2 separate regions of the Macaca mulatta genome follow, and region 1 is linked to region 2. A link is a contact called in public Hi-C data. All regions are on one chromosome and are shown on one strand. The core of a region is the stretch at or near the end of the contact, and the rest is flanking DNA. Distances in the headings are between cores, read along the strand shown. Region 1 holds the start of RBCK1 (RANBP2-type and C3HC4-type zinc finger containing 1). Region 2 holds the start of TBC1D20 (TBC1 domain family member 20).

What was found. Hi-C and Micro-C count contacts between places; a contact is called where the count stands out from the background.
Region 1: a Hi-C map of blood shows a contact between it and region 2, with 2.4 times the contacts expected there. The contact joins the promoter of RBCK1 here to the promoter of TBC1D20 in region 2. A contact is called at or near these places in 2 of 14 Hi-C or Micro-C datasets (CD4 T cells and blood).

What each region holds. Positions count from the first base shown.
Region 1 is chr10:83,747,534-83,750,307 of T2T-MMU8v2.0, reverse strand. It overlaps RBCK1 (RANBP2-type and C3HC4-type zinc finger containing 1), which reads left to right and starts at 1,505. Exons shown (of 12, transcript NM_001266297.1): 1 at 1,505-2,207. The coding sequence starts at 2,186.
Region 2 is chr10:83,693,605-83,696,434 of T2T-MMU8v2.0, reverse strand. TBC1D20 (TBC1 domain family member 20) reads right to left here and starts at 1,484. Exons shown (of 8, transcript XM_015149310.3): 1 at 1,305-1,484. The coding sequence starts at 1,374.

The DNA.
Region 1 (2,774 bases), core at 256-2,755, 54 kb before region 2:
CTCGGTGGCTCATGCCTGTAATCCTAGCACTTTGGGAGGCCGAGCCAGGCGGATCATGAGGTCAGGAGATCGAGACCATCCTGGCTAACACGATGAAATCCCGTCTCTACTAAAAATACAAAAAATCATCCAGGCCTGGTGGCGGGCGCCCGTAGTCCCAGCTACTCGGGAGGCTGAGGCAGGAGAATGGCATGAACTCGGGAGGGGCAGCTTGCAGTGAGCCGAGATCGCGCCACTGCACTCTGGCCTGGGCGACAGAGCGAGACTCTTGTCTCAAAAAAAAAAAAAAAGAAAAAAGAAAAAAGAAAAATTATCCCAGATGAAGATCAGGTTCATTCCTTCATTCAACATATGGAGCCTCCGTTACGTGTTTGGAACTGTGCTAGACACCAGGAACACAGCAGTGAGCAAAACAAATCAAAAAGTCCCTGCCCTCGAGGAGAGGAAAACAGACCCAGAAAAACATAAATAAGTAAAATATGCTCCGTTAGACAGTAATAGATGCTGAGAAGAAAAAAAAATGAAGCCAGGAAGGCGGATGTGAAATGCTGGATACATGCGTGTCTGTGAAATTTCAGATGGAGTAGCTAGGGAAGATTTTTGGGTAAAGACCAAAATAAAGGGAAGGAGCGAGCCATGCAGACGTTTGGGTTACGGCAGGTGCAAAGGCCCTAAGGCAGGAGTGTGTCTGACTTACTCCAGGACCCAGCAGGTCAATGGGACTTGAGTGGAGTGAGGCAAGGGCAGGGTAGTCAGCTACGAAGACAGAGATCTGGAGGCAGTTTGCAAGCACTGGGGAAGATCTCGGCTGTTACTTTAAGCGAGATGGGAGTACTTGAGTCGGGGAGTGGCCTGAGTTTGATTTACATTTTAACAGGACTCTCAGGCAGCTGGGTGGAAATGGACAGAAGAGGGCAAAAAGAGAAGCAAGGAGGCCCAGGAGGAGGCTGATTCAGGACCCCTGAGATGATGGAGCACTGATGGAGCTGGAGCGGGATGGAGCCGGAGGAGGTGAGGGATGAGAGTCTGCAAGTGGAGCCCACAGGATCTGCTGATCGATGGGACGAGGAGCGGGAGAAAAATTAAAGCAGGCGAATGCAAACTTCACCAATAGCTCAACGAAAAGACAGACGGTGACCGCTGAGAGGCAGCGTCGGACCTGGGTAAGGGCGGGTTCCTGAGCCTGCCAGGCCTGGATTCAAACCTCGGCTGAGTGGCCTTGCACAGGTCATCAACAAACAGAGCCTTCGTTTATTCATTTGCAAACGGAGCCAAGGACCGGGCCTGCCCCGTGGTATGCCTGAGGCTTGGGTGAGCAGGCGCCGGCCTCGCAGGGGGCGCTCCTAACCCGTCCCCGGCAGCTCGACGCTGTGGATCTAGCCGCCTTCCAGCCCCGGCTCCAGCTCCTGCTCAGGTTCCTGCTACTGCCCCCGGCCCCCGGCCCCCGGCCCCGGGCCCCGCGCCCCGCGCCCCGCCCACCCCGCCTCTCGGCCCTGCCCCCTCCCGCTGCTCCGCGGTGCAGGCCGCAGGGTGAGCCCGGCGGGGTCCGGGGGTCCGCGGTTAGCCCCGGAGGACAGGGTGGGGTCGCCCCAAACAGGAGCGCCGGGAGCGCTGGAACCCCGCCCTCGGCGTCCGCCGCCGCCGGGTGGCCGGGCATTGGAGGTCCCGGATGAGGCGACAATTTTTCCGGCCCCCCTCCCAGTCCCGCCCCACTTCCGGGGCCGCCACTTTCACTTTCTCTTCCGCCGAAGCCGCTCCGCTTGCGAAGAACTGGGGCCTCCTGGGAGGAGAGAGGGCTTTGCGTTGAAACCCAGGACGCCAGGAGTGCTCCCGCAAGTGGGGGTCCTCCGGGACTTGGAACGCCCCGGCTGGGCGGTGTCCGGGCGTCCTTTCCCCGCTTCTCCCCACCTCGGCTGGTCCCGTTTCCTCTTGCGCCCAGTGCGGACTTGTCTCGGCGCCCGCTGCCCTCTCACCGCCCCACTCGGGATCCCGGCCTGGTCGCCAGGCAGTGTGATGCTTCCCGATTGCCGCGGGGACAGCGAGGCACAGACAGAACTTGGGCCGCGCCGGAGGCCACACGGCCTGGCTGAGTTGCTCCTGGTCTCCCGCCTCTCCCAGGCGACCCGGAGGTAGCATTTCCCAGGAGGCACGGTCCCCCGCAGGGGGATGGGCGCAGCCACGCCAGATGGACGAGAAGACCAAGAAAGGTGGGCAGAGGCTGGAGGTGGCTGGGGACCTTCCGGTGGGAAGTGGGCCCCGCAGGACCTGGCCTTGCCTGCCTGGAAGGACCTTGGAGAGGGGGCTTTAGCCTGCCCTCCCTCTGCCCCCCTCCCCATCAGTTTCCTCCTTTAGTACCTACTGGCTTCCAGAGCCATCTTGGGGCCCTGAGAACTCCTTGGGCCGGCTCTGTGCTGAGATGGGGCTTGGGGACTCGCAGAGGACACAGGGCATTGAACTTGGAGACCTCCTGGGCTGGTGGGATACAGACCTCAGTTGACCTGAGTAGCAGGGGTCCTTGCCTTTTCTCTTGCCCCCTGCACCTAGGGTTGTAGAACAGAAGTCAATCACTGCCTTGCTGGAAACCTTCCCATGCCCCTCTGTGTTCTACAAACAAAACCCAGAGCCCCTGGGTGGCCCACAGGACATCTCTCCTCAGTCACCCCGCCATGCTCACTCTACTGGAGCCCCACTGGCTTCTTTCGGTTCTCATCCAACCATTTCTTGGCCAAGGCCCTTACTCTTCCTTCCACCTGGACCACTCTTCCCCACTGGGG
Region 2 (2,830 bases), core at 235-2,734:
ATAGAATCGCGGCCGGGTGCGGTGGCTCAAGCCTGTAATCCCAGCACTTTGGGAGGCCGAGACGGGCAGATCACGAGGTCAGGAGATCGAGACCACCCTGGCTGACACGGTGAAACCCCGTCTCTACTAAAAAATACAAAAAACTAGCCGGGGGAGGTGGCGGGCGCCTGCAGTCCCAGCTACTCGGGAGGCTGAGGCAGGAGAATGGCATGAATCCGGGAGGCGGAGCTTGCAGTGAGCTGAGATCCGACCACTGCACTCCAGCCTGGGCGGCAGAGCGAGACTCCGTCTCAAAAAAAAAAAAAAAAAAAAAATAGAATCGCTTTGTATACAATAATTTACTCATTATTGAGATAGGGTCTCCATCTGTCACCCAGGCTGGAGTGCAATGGCGCAATCATAGAGTAGCCTCCAAGTCCTGGGTTCAAGCGATCCTCCCGCCTCAGCCTCCTGAGTCGTTGGGATCACAGGCTCAAGCCTCCACATCTGGCGTTAAAAAAAAAACTTTTTGTAGAGATGAGGCCTCGCTATGCTTCCCAGCCTGACCTCGAAATCCTGGCCTCAATCGATCCTCCAACCACGGCCTCCCAAAGCGCTGGGATTACAGGCGGGAGCCATAGCGCCAGGTCGCTTTTACACAACTAATCAACATTAAAATAGGTGGCAGAAGACAGACAGAAAGTCTATTTGTGGTTGCCAGGCTTCGTGAATACTGGGGAATGGGGAGTGCCTGCTAATGGGTAAGGGTTTCATTTCGGAATCAGACAGCGGCGATGGCTGCACAACTTTGTGAATGTGCTAAGAATCACTGAACTGTGCACCTTAAAGGGAGAATTGTATGGTAATTAAATCGGCGGTACGCGGACAGCGCGTCAATCAAGCCGGCGACAGTGAATGAAGTTCGGGAGAGCTGATTTCCCTCGGGGAGGCGGCTCCGGGAGTCTGCGAACGTGGCGGACGCCTGGGACGGGGTGGGCCTGCCAGCGCTCGGGGAGTCCCGGTCCTCTCCAGACGGAAGAAAGCCGGGGCGCGGAGCTCCCGCCCGCTCTTCTGCCTGGGGACGCTACTCTGCCGCCAGACTCCCTCGGGTCAGCTCGGCACCCGCCCGAGCCCCCCCGTTCCAGGCCCTCTCCCCATCAGACGTGCCTCGGGCCCTCCGCCTCTTCCTCTCTCGCCGCCCGGAACCCCGCCGCAGCCCCGGGTCGCCAGCCCGCGCCCCTCCGGCACCGCCTCCGCCACCAGCTGCCACTGCCCCCTGGGCCGCCCTCGCAGGCCGCTCCCGGCGCCCTGGTCGGCTTCCGTACCTGCCTTCTCCGTGCCGCCGTCCCAGTGGCTGGAGTTGGGGCCGTCGCCCTGCGCACTCCGGAGGGCCATGCCCCGGGGGCCCGGGCCCCCACCCGAGCCCCGGCTGGTGGCGGAGCCGGGAGAAAACGCGGCTCCGACCGCTGGACGTAGCGCCCGCTCGGCATCGGCAGGCTCCGCTCGGTCGGCCAGCGGCGCGCAGGCGCGAAGGCGCCCCGCTGGCCCCGCCCCGCGCCGGCACGTGACCTTGCGCTACGCCTGGACGCGGAAGGAGGGCGGTGAGCGCGCTGAGCAGTTAGTTTCCTCTGCGCTGTAGACTCTACGGTGTAGAGTGTGGCGCTTTTGAACGAGTGTGCTCAAGACCGGCTGTCATTTCCTTTGCTTCTTTCATCTGTTAAATAGTATAGATGATAATAAAAATATTGAACTCACAGGGTTATTGAGAGTGTTTAGAACATTACCAAGCATATAGTAAATACTCCACAATTATGACAAATCTTTGCTTACCAAGGATTTTTATTTTTTTTTACCTCCTGTCTCATCTCCCCACACGAACTCCTGTCATCAGTTCTTGGGTACTTGGGGATCTAGCAGGTTCATCTCATACGGGTCCGCAGGTTATGCACTGCACAAGGCCTGGGAGCGCCATTCACGTAGACGTTCATGTGAGCAGTGCCCCGCTTACATTGTGCAAAATAGTGGCCACTCATCTAAAGTAGCACTCTGGCTTATCAGGTCTGATTTCCTTCTCGTCTCCAGTGACGTTCCTTTCTTTCCAGTTGGACATCCATTCCCTTACTTACGTCCCTGATACTGTGATTGTGGCCTCCCGAATTTCTAGTACTAGCTCTTTATGCTGAGGTTCTTATAATTCCAGTTGCTTGATGACTCTCTTCCACCTCCCACCCCCAACTACAACAGTTCTTTATTATCCTGAGACCTCCAACCCATGAAACTCCTGACCTCGTGATCCACCCGCCTCAGCCTTCCAAAGTGCTGGGATTACAGGCAGCCACCGCGCACAGCCAAATTTTACAGTTTTATTCATAAATCTAGTAAATTATATCACTTATTTGGTCCCATTAATAAACTTAGCTAATTAAAATTCTTTGAACATTTGAAACTGCATTTATAAATTTAATTCATTTTTCTAAGTATCAGTTTTCTGTCTAGCAAAGCCTTTCAAGTCCTTGTGTAATTCTTGTAAATATAATAAATTTATAAGAATACTGAGTCATGAGTACTTTTAAATGTGTCAATACAAATGAGATTTCATCTTAAAATCAACAGTCTGAATCTATTATTCAAATACATATTTGTAATTAGTACAAGAATAATCTATTAGAATTCTCAAAATTCTTTCTTTTTTTTTTTTTTTTTTGAGACAGAGTCTCACTCTGTCACCCAGGCTGGAGTGCAATAGTGATCATAGCTCACTGCAGCCTCAAGCTCCTGGGCTCAAGCTATCCTCCTGTTGCAGCCTCCTGAGTAGCTAAGACTACCATGCCTGGCTAATTTTTTTAGTTTT